Linked DNA regions of Rattus norvegicus: region 2 is linked to region 1. Evidence: chromatin contacts called from public Hi-C data. All regions are on one chromosome and are shown on one strand. The core of a region is the stretch at or near the end of the contact, and the rest is flanking DNA. Distances in the headings are between cores, read along the strand shown.

What was found. Hi-C and Micro-C count contacts between places; a contact is called where the count stands out from the background.
Region 2: a Hi-C map of mammary epithelial cells shows a contact between it and region 1, with 2.2 times the contacts expected there. The contact joins the promoter of Thrb here to the enhancer-like site in region 1. A contact is called at or near these places in 2 of 12 Hi-C or Micro-C datasets (frontal cortex and mammary epithelial cells).

What each region holds. Positions count from the first base shown.
Region 1 is chr15:10,254,155-10,259,866 of GRCr8, reverse strand. The region is part of intron 3 of Thrb (thyroid hormone receptor beta); the gene reads left to right. Among named protein-coding and RNA genes, the nearest start is that of Gapdhl7, 200 kb to the right of the region's middle. Within about 2 kb of position 2,551, at least 27 of the 93 cell types and tissues checked have an H3K27ac peak or open chromatin away from gene starts, as enhancers often do.
Region 2 is chr15:10,458,910-10,464,621 of GRCr8, reverse strand. Thrb (thyroid hormone receptor beta) reads left to right here and starts at 3,176. Exons shown (of 12, transcript NM_012672.3): 1 at 3,176-3,246. LOC120096914 (a long non-coding RNA gene) reads right to left here and starts at 2,106. Exons shown (of 2, transcript XR_005493837.2): 1 at 1,972-2,106; 2 at 1,068-1,701.

The DNA of each region.
Region 1 (5,712 bases), core at 1,302-3,801:
TGAAAAACCTTCATACAACAATTTCAAATGGCACACATCTCTTCCCACTTGGCAAGGCTGGCTTCTGTACGATTGGCAGATGACTTCTATTCAACTTGATTTCCCTGCTGTCAGCCCACAGAGATGTGAGGTCCACGGAGATGCTCCCCAGACATTACCACAGATACTGGTTTCAACTTTAATGCTTGCCTCCTCACTGCTATCCCTGACATCATCTACCTGCGCAGTATTGTGTCCTCAGGACCCAGCCTCATGAAGGCATGTTAGGGAATTCAGTCACTGACAGTCCGCATATGGTTGTCAAGCCCTAGGCAAAGAAACAATTGTTTTAATTTTTAAGACTTATTTCTTCTTATTTTATGTGTATGAGTGTTTTGCCTGAGTATTTATGGGTGCATCATGCAGATACCTGGTGCCTTTGGAAGTCACAAGAGGGCATTAGATCTTCTGGGGCCAGAGTTAAAGATGGTTATGAACTTCTGTGTAGATGCTGGAATTCATACCTGGGTCCTCTTCATGAACTTGCTCTTTTGCCCCCCCCCCCCAAACAAGTATTTTAAAGCACATTTTCTCATGCTACCACCAACGGAGGGGATTCTAGAATTTTCCTTTTGGCAGATAACAAGTTGAGATTTACAATGCTAACCCTTGGTTCAGTGTCAAAACGTAGAGAAAGGATGGAGCCTGGATTCGAGCCCATCGATACTGATGTCTAAGCTCAGACTGTCACCACATCATGACTGCATGGTCAACAGTGAGTTTACAAGTTGAATGAGTAGGGGCCTTGAAGGTGAAAGCCTCAGATGAGTTGTGCAAATGTTCTTTGCGTGTCGGTTACACACTAAGTGGCAGCCCAGTAGGAAAGGATTAGAAACCGTGCTATACAGTGCCACTGAGTGAGTCACACAGAGGAGCATTTGAACTTGGCCTCCGGGATCAGGCACAGTAGCCCGATAGCTTCCCTTTGAAGTCTGTCTGCAGAAGCCTAAGAAAGGGAACAAAGAAACAACTCTGAGGACTCCTGCTCCCCGCCCCTCTTCTTACACTGTAGAGGACCTACATGTTCCTTCCTTTTCAGTATCAGGGCATTTAAACACTGGGGGTGGGAGGAGAGACAACTCGGGTGCAGATGAGGCTCAAATGCCCCAGTCACCTGGAGAGGGTATTTACCACACTTGTGGGTCTAGCAGACTGGACTAGACTCCTGAGTCAGAATCATAGATGATAAAGCCTTTCCATGTCCTGTCTTTAAAGTCCCTAAGGCTTCATCTTTGAAACAAGGGCGGACAGCTGCTCCTACCAGTTTGTAAAGTTCAGTGAAGTGACAGACAAGAAACCAAAATAAGCCTCCCCTCACTGTCAAAAAAGCAGAAGAAAACACACATTTCCTCACACTAGATAAACCAAACACAAACTAGATGTGTAGTCAAAAGTGGCCAAAAGTGCAGGGTAATAGTGAACTGTGGCTCTCAGAGCCATCACTTAACTATGGCTCCTCCCCTTTGGCTCCCCTACATCACAAAAAAATTCCTTTAAAAAAGGAGCCAGCAGAGACATCAGAGGTAATGGTCTCACCTTCTTCATTTGAGAAGGTGAGATCAGATGGCTTGGCCAGGATCAAAATTCCCGAAATTTATAATAACCATTAACGCTTGGGACAAGGTATCAGAACACTTTTTAAATTTCAAGTTCTAACTTTTAGTCGTCCAAAGCTGTAAAATTATTTAGCATGAAGAAAATATGACACTTCAGTTCTTTTCAAGCTGTAGGCTGTTACATATTGTTACGGTTTAAATCTTGGCTCGATTCCCGGACAGAACACACCAAGCCAACACGGTTCCACGTGGAAAGGTTTAGTGAGAGAAGAAGAGTAGAAGGGAGGATAAGTAAAGGCCGGCCATGAGGGAGGGGATGGGGAGAAAAGGGACGGGGACAAAGAGAGCACGAGGGCGGAGAAGGAAGGAGTAAGAGTAAGAGAATGAGGAGGGGGCAAGCAGCCCCTTATGGTGTATCAGGCACAGCTGGCTGTTGCCAGGCAACGGTGGGGCGGAGCTTACCTGACTGTTGCCAGATAGCTGTGGGGGCGGAGCTTAGACAGAATACAAACACGTATAACTTTCAGTCGTCCTTTTCAAACCAATATTTACATTCATATTGAAACCCAAACTACAGAGCCCACAGCAGCGCTTGGAAGAGGAAGTATCAACCGCAGGGCAAGAAGTTGGCAGGGGGTGGGGGTGGGGAACGCAAGACGAAGCAGGAAGATTCTGTGGTAAGGGATGAGAGCATGCCGTTAGGCTCCAAATCTTTCGTTATGTGAAAGCCATCAAGACATAGTGCGGAGATCCAAATAGGCGGCTGCTACTGAATTCAGATGAGGGAGCGTTAGCTGTCAAGACTTTCTCAGACCTCACAGGAGTCCCATGCCTGGCCTGCTGGAGTTAGAGACAGCACTTGTTGGCAGTATCGAAAAGATGAGCCCCTCTGGTCGAATTTCAAACTGCACACAGTAGCAGAGAGTAAGCCGTTGCAATCAGGGTGGTGCTTTGGCCCTTTTTATGATGAAAACAAATGGCTTGAAGAAGAAATGAGCATGTGTCTCTCACGGGAGGGTTAGCTATTACTGCACGAAGCTTTCCTCTGTGCAGCTGCCGCTGTGCCTCTCTGTCCCAAAGAAAATCTGTCTCAATATAGATGTAATCCAGTAGCTTCACTGGACGAAATTGGGGAGGAGTGAGGGTAAGGAGAGGGAGGGAGGGACGGAGGAAGGGAACCAGCCAACCTTGGGTCCCCAAAAGGTAAAGAGTCTTGCACGCAGTTGCTCTGTTAGATTAAGCACTTTTCTGTTGTCGTGAAAAATACTATGGCCAAAGCAAGGTCCAACAGAGACAGGTTGTTCTAGCTTAAAGCTCTAGAGGGATATGAGTCAAGGATGGCTCAGAAGGCAGGAAGCTGGCTGGTCACATGTCACCAGCACAGAGGAGGCCAGCAAGCACAACTAGGCTATAAACTCTCACCCCCAGTGGCTCACTTCCTCCAGCTCCGTGTCCTAGAGGTTCTGTAACCCTGCCAAACCCTGTCACCAACCTGGGGACCAAATTTTCAAACCCGTGACCTTGAGACAGTTCTCACCCAGACAACCACAACTATTATTTATCTTGTGAAGTCACAAACTTCAAAATATCAACTGGACCCTTTAAGACACAGTTTTAAAACCGAAATCTAAGTCGTGATAATTCAATAGCCGTGATACAGGTGTGCTTCAAATAAACTCAAGGCATGGTGTGCGGTAAACGCCAAGTGAGCCCATGGGATGTTTGATACTGCTCGATGAAGTGTCAAATCAGTGAATTCTGGGGGGTGGTCTCTGGCTCTGGAGATGTGAGTGAATCATTATCATCATCAAGGTGGGCACACTTAATTCCTTTCACTGGGGTGGGAATATAAGATCAAGTGAGTACAGTCATCCCATGACCAAAGAAATCAGCTCAGACTACCGCTCTTCCAATTCATTTGCTCTTCAGTCAGCCGAGCTGGGTGACTAAAGAAAGTAGATTGGCATCTGAATTCTCTCACACATACTCAGCAGAGATGATATGTTGTCCCTTCGAATTGTCAATGTCATTAAATAGGATAAGTTCCATCCCCAACAGAAAAAAAGATAAACGGAAAAGCAGATAGTCTCAGATCTTTTAGTTGAAACCTTTGCTGCGAGTACAGTTTTCTCTTAGAAAAAGAAATTAGCAGACAGCTACTCTCTGGGAAACTGGGGATTTTTTTTTTTTTGTTGCAATGAATAAAATCTGGTGATCTTTTCTTCACATTCTTCTTAAGTAGATACTCTAGGATATTACACTGTTTCATTGTGTTTGTTCATGTATAGTTCTGTGTTATTACAATAAAACAACAACAAAAAGAACCCAAAAAAACTGTGAACCTTTATAAGGAAAAGAGGTTTTAGCTCCAGTTTGGGGGTTCAAATCTAAGATTAGGCTTACCTCAAAGAGTTCTTGGAATTAGCTGGAGAAGTAGCTGGAACAGGGGGCACATGGGCACACTCTTAGGGAAGGAGATTTTGTCTAGGGAGAGTAAGTCAAACAGCAGTCCCCTGGCCATTCTCCCTGCTGTAACCATTCTGTTGAAAGGCAGGGCTCCTGTAGAAACTACACTAATCCTTCCAAGAGCAGTGAGCCGAGTGAGCCCATGTTTTAAAAGGCCATCACATCAGCGCTGCCACTCTAAAGATCAAGCTTCTGCGTGAGTCCACAAACTTTCAGAATCGTAGAAGTCAGAAAGCATGATGTAAATGAGAGAAAGCCCGTGAGTCAACGTGAGTCATCGAAACCGATTGTTCTGGAGGCTGTAATGTAGGCACGGATATAATATCTGCCTCCCTCCGGGTGGCCGAGGTGTCTGTTTTGTTTTGTGATGATCTCGGATATATTATTGGTAACTAATAGTCTAATACCAGCCCAAGCTGTCCTTGAACTCACAACAATCCTCCTGCCTCCACATGTTAAGCGCTGGGATTACAGGCACGCACCCTACGCCCGGCTAACTTCCTGGTTTTCTGGCACCGTTTTTTTTTTAAACATTGCGTAACACTGTGCATGCACGTGACCGAGGAAGAAGAAAAACCGATCTACTGGGAAGTTAATAAAAGTTGGCCAAGAATTTGTTTCTCCAGTTAATCCTCTTTGCTTCCGCTCCCCAGTTTGTTGCTGTTTGTTTTGAACATGCTATAAATTAGTCCACCAAAGACATTATTTCCATATGGGTTATTACCAGAGGTCTATGTAAGTGCCATCCGACGCAGAGAGTAAAAGTCAGTTGACACAGACTCAATGGACAGAACAAGAGTCACTTCAGCCTGTGATCTCCCAGGCACTTCTTAGACAGAATCCTGTGGAACTCTGTGGAAAGGAAGATGGGAACACTTGCGAGATAACCTCACCCACTTGTTGCCTATGCCATGGATAGCTCTTCGCCCAACCCCCAACCGTACCTGCTCTTAGGGGTGAGAAAGGCTGCAGGAAGCTCATCTAAGCACTGTTGTACGCTCCTTTAATACCCTCCACCCACGCCCCGTTGGTCCCAAGAAAGTATCTCTTCTAAACAGCAGCTCTCGATTGATTGGCATTATTTGCACCAGTAGTCCTTGCACTCTCAAGCAGTCCTCTTTAGGTCCCCCTGCAGGAGATACTTTGCAGCTGCACGGCCCCCAGCATTTATGGAGGCAGCCCGCCTGTTGTTCCTGGTACAGCCACTCATCATTCCCTCAGGCCAGGCTTGAGACTCTCATTGCCCCAGATGCCCATCCATCCTCAGTGTGGTCCTGTCTGCACCAACTGGGAGCATGACGCACTGCAGGCTGTCCGTCACAACGGAGACACATCACCAGGCTGAAGCCAAGCAACTTACTTGATCTTCCCAGAAATTGTTAATTACAGCAGGCCAGTTTCAGCTGGTGTATTTGTGGTACCATGTCTGCTTTGCCCCCCACAGGAACGAAAACTAGTGTTGGCAAAGCGGTCTCGTATCTCAGTTACACTACCCATCCTCCATCTGAGGAGAGAAGGTCTCTCTACATGTCGCCCCACGTTGGTGGTTTCTGTTTACTTCACTCCCTTCTGTCTGTGAAAGCCACCTCTTCTGCCATCTCCTGGGAATGTTCACTCTATTCTACAGAACAACATTGCCCAGTTACGGGAT
Region 2 (5,712 bases), core at 1,927-4,426, 200 kb before region 1:
GAAACGGTCACCTTCCCTAAGAGGTCTGTCCTGAAAGGCTAGGAGTGAACTTTACAATTTTAGCAGCTTCAGTGGGCCTGCAGCGTCCATATAGCGAACATAAAGATTTAGACTCTCCAGGGCTAAGTCACAAGGCAGAGCCGCAGGCTCCAGACAAGGCTGTTGGGTTAATGAAATGATTTAACGTTCCGCCCCCTCAGAAAATCTGTCCATGACTTGGTAAATCTTCCAGAACTTCCTCTGAGTTCTTTGGGGCTGGCCCTACCCCACGCCCAATTCTCCATGTCATTCCTCGTCATAACCACCATCTTTTCTATCTGTTCAGTTCTAATTTGAGCTTTATTTCTCCAACTGGATTCTGATTCATAGGCACAGTAGGCAGGAAAAAAAAAACCCTTAGTTAGGTGAGTAAGACATTCACATCGATCTAAAAATGTAAGCAGTGTTCACAAAGGCGGGAGTTAAGAGAGAATGTTCTAAAATTCAAGAAGAGTGCATAACTGTTCACAACACACCACATTTTGCCATATTAAATGAAGATGCATGGCTGGGTGCACTGTGACCCAAGCCCACTCCTTTTGGGCTGTGTGTTTCAGCCTCTTTCTCGCCCAGTAGTTCTGCCCGAAAGAAACAGATGGCTTGCTTCCTTGACTGGAATAATCAGCTTGAAATCCATAGATTGGTCAGGAGGCTGGTGCAGGTGAACTGTAATCCTAGGTTCTGGAAATAGCACCTGTGCATCACAAGTCAGCATAGACCGGACCTGGGGACCCTGTGCTCCCAGGTTAGAATATCTCTTTGCCTTCCTGAGAGTTCCCATGGCTCTGAGAATTCCCATGACACCGCATTGTGTAACAGACTCTTAGGGCAACCCCTTACCACCACCTGCCTGGTTCAGCTCTCAATACCCGTTCCAATGGAATCCTACCAGATTTCCTTGTTGGAGCGCTCTGATTACATAACACGGTTACAGCCAGTCCTGTAACACTGTCGTGTCGCGAGACTTTAAATACTTTGATTCTTATTTCAGAACTTTCCAGGCAAAATGAAATCAGACAAAACCATCTAAACAAAAAAAAGTAACCTTTTGCGGCTGTTAGATTTCACTTTTAGTGTGTGTCTTTCTTGAGAGAGAATTTAAGCAAAAACATGGCTCAGAGACATGTGTAGGAAAAGAAGTAAGACGTCCTGGGACTCCAGGCTTCTCAGGGCCTCTTGAATTCCCCGGTGCTACCCTTATTACAGAGCTGATCGCAAGGCTTGCCCCCTCCCCCCCCACATGAAACCTGGGCCCAGCCAGGCTTTTCCTCGCTGCCGCCAGGGGGCTGTCTGGTTAAGAACTGGGTAGGAGAGGCCGCAGCTTTCCTCTAAACCAACCAAAACATCCCGAGGCAGCTTTGGAGCGAAGCCCAGGAACTTGCCTGCAAAACAACCCTCGTTCTAGAGCCGGCAAGCTCTTGGTGAGACTTCATTCGGGGCGAGGATTAAAACACAGATTTCTTGCGAAGAATCCAAGGGGCAACCGAGTCTGTGCCGGCCGCTGGAAAAGGCAAAGTCCTAGCCCCAAAGCTGCTGTCTGCCGCAGCTCTCTCTCCTCTGCCCTGCGGAAAGCTCCGGATTCGCCACAGTTGTTAGTGCTGTGGCCAGAGGTGTGTCGGCCTTTCTCCCTTCTCTTTTTCTGTGGACTGTGCCCAAGTAACGCTGGGGGGAAAAAAAACTTATCACCCGTGGGAAATCTAGAAAACACTTTAAAATAATCTAGACATCATTCCCTCCGTTGAGATAGCCAGGCTCGGTATACTACACCGTGTTACATGAGTGTATTGAAGAAAGAATTTCAAGGTTTTTTTTTAACACTGTTCATAAGAACATAATTGTATTCGGCCCTCAGTCAAAGTAGTTTTGTCGCAAGTGTAACTTCCCACTGGCTGCGTGTTCTCTCAGCACTCTGCATTTTCCAATAAAACCTACCTCCGAGGCGCTGCTGGGAGACGACCTGGGTACCTGGAGCAGCACACTGTCACCCGTTGGGTTAGTTCCCAACCTTCAGGACTTGAGGTACGGACTTTTCAGCATTTCAGCGCGCTATGCTTGCAAAAACAGAACCCTTCCAGGGTGGAGATTATTTTTGTCTTCCGGTTTTATATTTCTATTTCTAGGACAGTGGCGAAATAACGAGGTGTCTCTTTAAATCCTACTTGTGGAACCAACCGGGCACAACTCAGTGAGGTGTGCAGGAGGTGGGGGGGGGGCGCTTCTCATTTAGGGCAAGCAAGGCTTTGTCCATTTGGTGTGGGGCGCAGAGTGGCCAGAGCCACGGGAGGATCTGAGCGCCCCGTGGTCCCACGCACACCACAAGTGCTTTGGGGGCGGAAGGAGGAGCGCGGTGACACCTGCCGCGCTTGTCGGGCGTCTCTGAGGGTTGTGCTCCTGGAGATCCCCTCTGTCTCCTGTCATTCATACTCCCTGCCCCCAGTCACACCCCAACCCTCTTCAACTACAGGAATGATGGCTCAACTCGAACCTTCGCGCGCTTGCAGTTGGGTGGGTGGACGCGCGGCCACCAGACCCGCAGCTACGTGACCCCAGGGAGGGTGGCGCACAAGGCGCCGTTACCACGGGGTCGTAGCGGAGGACACCCGCACCTAGGCGGCAGGTGCGCAGGGCACCCAAGTGGCGGATTGCTCGGGCCCAGACGGGGTGCACAACCCGAGGCCATTTCGTCGCTGCGACTCTGCAGGAGCCAGGGTGGCCTGAGCTTGCCACAGCTGCTGCGCGAATCGGTCGGGCTGGAGGACCAGAAGGGAAGAACGGTCGGCGGTTCGCCTGCCGCCCGGGAGCTGGCATCCCAGTCCCGAGTAAGGCTGCGCGCGGGGTCCCCGGGAGGCGGGACTCGGGCCGTGCACCTCGCGGCCCGCGCAGGTCTCAGCAGAGAGGTCGCCAGTGTCCTGGGACCTGCGCCGCTCCCCTCGGCGCGGGCGCTGGAGGAGAGTGGACGGGTCAAGGGAGTAGAGCTCGCTGGGGAGCGGGCGCCGCACGGGACCCCGTGGCGGAGGGGGCGGAGCGGGGAGGAGACTGCGGCTCGGCCGAGCACCGCGCAGCCTCGGGCGGGCGGGCGGCCGGCGTGACGCGGCGGGATTAACTTTGCTTGGCTAATGCGAGCACCAGAGCGGAGGCCACCGGCTGCTCGGCCGCAGCTCGCCCGCGCGCCGCCTCGGGGCGCCACCGCCAGGCTCCAGCGCTCCGGTAACTTGACGTGGAGGGGGCGTAGAGGGGTGGGGTGGGGGGTACAGGTCCTGCGGGCCGGCCCGGGTGGCCAGAGACTCGCGCTGTCCCTGCCACGGGCCTCTGCGCCCGGCTCCTCTCGGGCTCGGGCACCCTGTGCTGAGGGAGCTGAAGCCCGAACCCAGCTGGGGACAAGCTCCTTGTGAAATGGAGTTTGGCATCCTGGGCACCGAACCCAGTGGAAGTTTCCATGAGGAGGAAGTTGTAGGGCATGGGGGTTCAGAAGAGGCTGACAGGCGCGGGGGTGGGCGATTTAAAGGGACTGTGGGTCTCCTGCCCCCCCTCTTTTTGGTTCCTGCCGGGGAACTCCAGGCTTTGGAAAGGAGAAAGCTCCTGAGTGTTAGCGCTGGTCAGTGCCTGTCTGCCTCTCACCGGCTCTGCGGGCTCGCTCCCTCCAGAGTTGCTCTTTTCCTTTGCTTCTCTTGACGCAGCATCTTTCGGGGTCGTGCGTGTTGGTGATGATCCGGGTGGTGTCAGCTGTGTTCCCCAAGACCGGGGAAGACGTCTTTGGAGGGTTTCTATTGCTAGGGTCAGTTGTCATTTGGGAGGAATATTTCCCGTGACCACATTATTGGAGCTAATTCTTAAAACCGTCTGGTTTGTTTTTAAGAGGGAGGGGGCGGGGTGTGCATATATGGATTATTATTATTATTATTATTATTATTATTATTATTATTATTATTATTAAATTTTCCCCAAGTGGGAAGTTTTTAAAGGGCCTATTATGCATTCCTAAAGTGAGTCAAATAAGAAAAAGAGTAGCTGGGCGGCCAAGTTCAATATCCCATTCTGCCCTTCCCGTGCACGTGGAGAACTCAAGGGCTGTGTTGAATCAGAAAATAACATTGCATAATTTCCTCCTCTTCCAGTGTGGTTGATCCTAGATACTAGTGATCGGTTTTAAAGACCTGTTTGAAACTGATCAAACCAAACATCTTTTGTTCAGTGCATGAATAGGAGAACAGAATTTTGTTAATGAACGTACTAAGTACTGTAGACCCGTTGGGCAGTATCTTTATATGATTTGCCTCTGGTTTAGCGTGTTTGTTGATGTTATAATGAAATATTGCCTCACTGTGCTGCGAAAGGATAAAAAATTCTTTTTGGTAAAGAAGCGTTCCATGATTCATTCTGAATATTCTGGATGACTGATCTCGCTAATTCACTTCAGCCTCTTATTTCCCGTTCTGAAAGAAATCATGTGCTGGGAACCATTAATGAAAAGGTGTTTGAGTGGGAAGTAATTTGAACAGGGGCAGAGTTTAGAGTGTTTTCATGCGTATTGGCTGTGCTTCGATTGATCCAGGGAGAAATTAAGTAAAAAGTGCTTTTGCTTGAGCCAGTTTATGTGAAGAGATTGGAGAAGAACAATCTATTGCTTTCCCGTGTTAAATGGATACTATTAGGATCCTATTTTTAAATGAATTTCAATAGTTTATTATTGTTTATTATATACTGGAAAAGGGAAATCTGCTTTACTTTATAGTAAAGGAACTGCTTCAGAATTGCTATTTTTTAATGAAACTATTCTTGTTGGCATTACAATGCAAAAGCTTAATCTCATTGACATCGAGTAACTGGCACTAGAAGGGGGATACATATTCCACCTCTCCCATCCCAGCCTCTTTGTGGTAAACTCTGCTGTAACAAGAGATGAGCTGCCCCTTCCCTGTGACCCAGCACCTCTGGAGAAGGATGACTTGTTAAACTCTTCCTAGGAGGGGAAAGCTGAGGCCCTCTCCTTGCCTACCTGTTTGTAGATGCTGGATCCACCCAGGGATGGATGTTTGGAGTCACCAGTGAGCCTCAGAACTCCTTCTGTCCTAGGCTCATCTTTTCCATGGAGACCAGTAGAGGTGACTGGCTGCTTTAGTCTCTTGCTCTTAGAGTGGAGGATCCATGCCACCTTCTTAGGCAGTAGGCAGTCTTTCCTTCTGCTTTCTCTCTCAAAGATTCTCTGCTTCTTGTTCTGTTCCCCCCCCCCCCCTCAATACTGGCTATGGTCAGAACTGTTCTTTTGTTCTGATACTCGTGAGTTTCCTCTTTAACGCTGAATTCTGAGTGTTCTGGATGACAGCTGACAGCGTGGAGTCCAGGAGGACAGCAGTGTTGATGGCTCCATGCACTCTTGTTCTCCCAGCATCTAGGAGAATACTTAGTACCCCATAGGCACTGGGTAAATTTTAACACATTAGGAAAAAACATTGTCCTGACCCCAATGCCTGACTAAGTACTTCAACCATTACCATTTTGGACATGCCTAAAATCTAGTGAGGTGTGAAAACTCTCTCTCTCTCTCTCTCTCTCTCTCTCTCTCTCCCTCCCTCCCTCCCTCCCTCCCTCCCTCCCTCCCTCCCTCATACACACACACACACAAACTCTCAGGCACACACACTCTCTCTCTCATACACATACACACACTCTCTC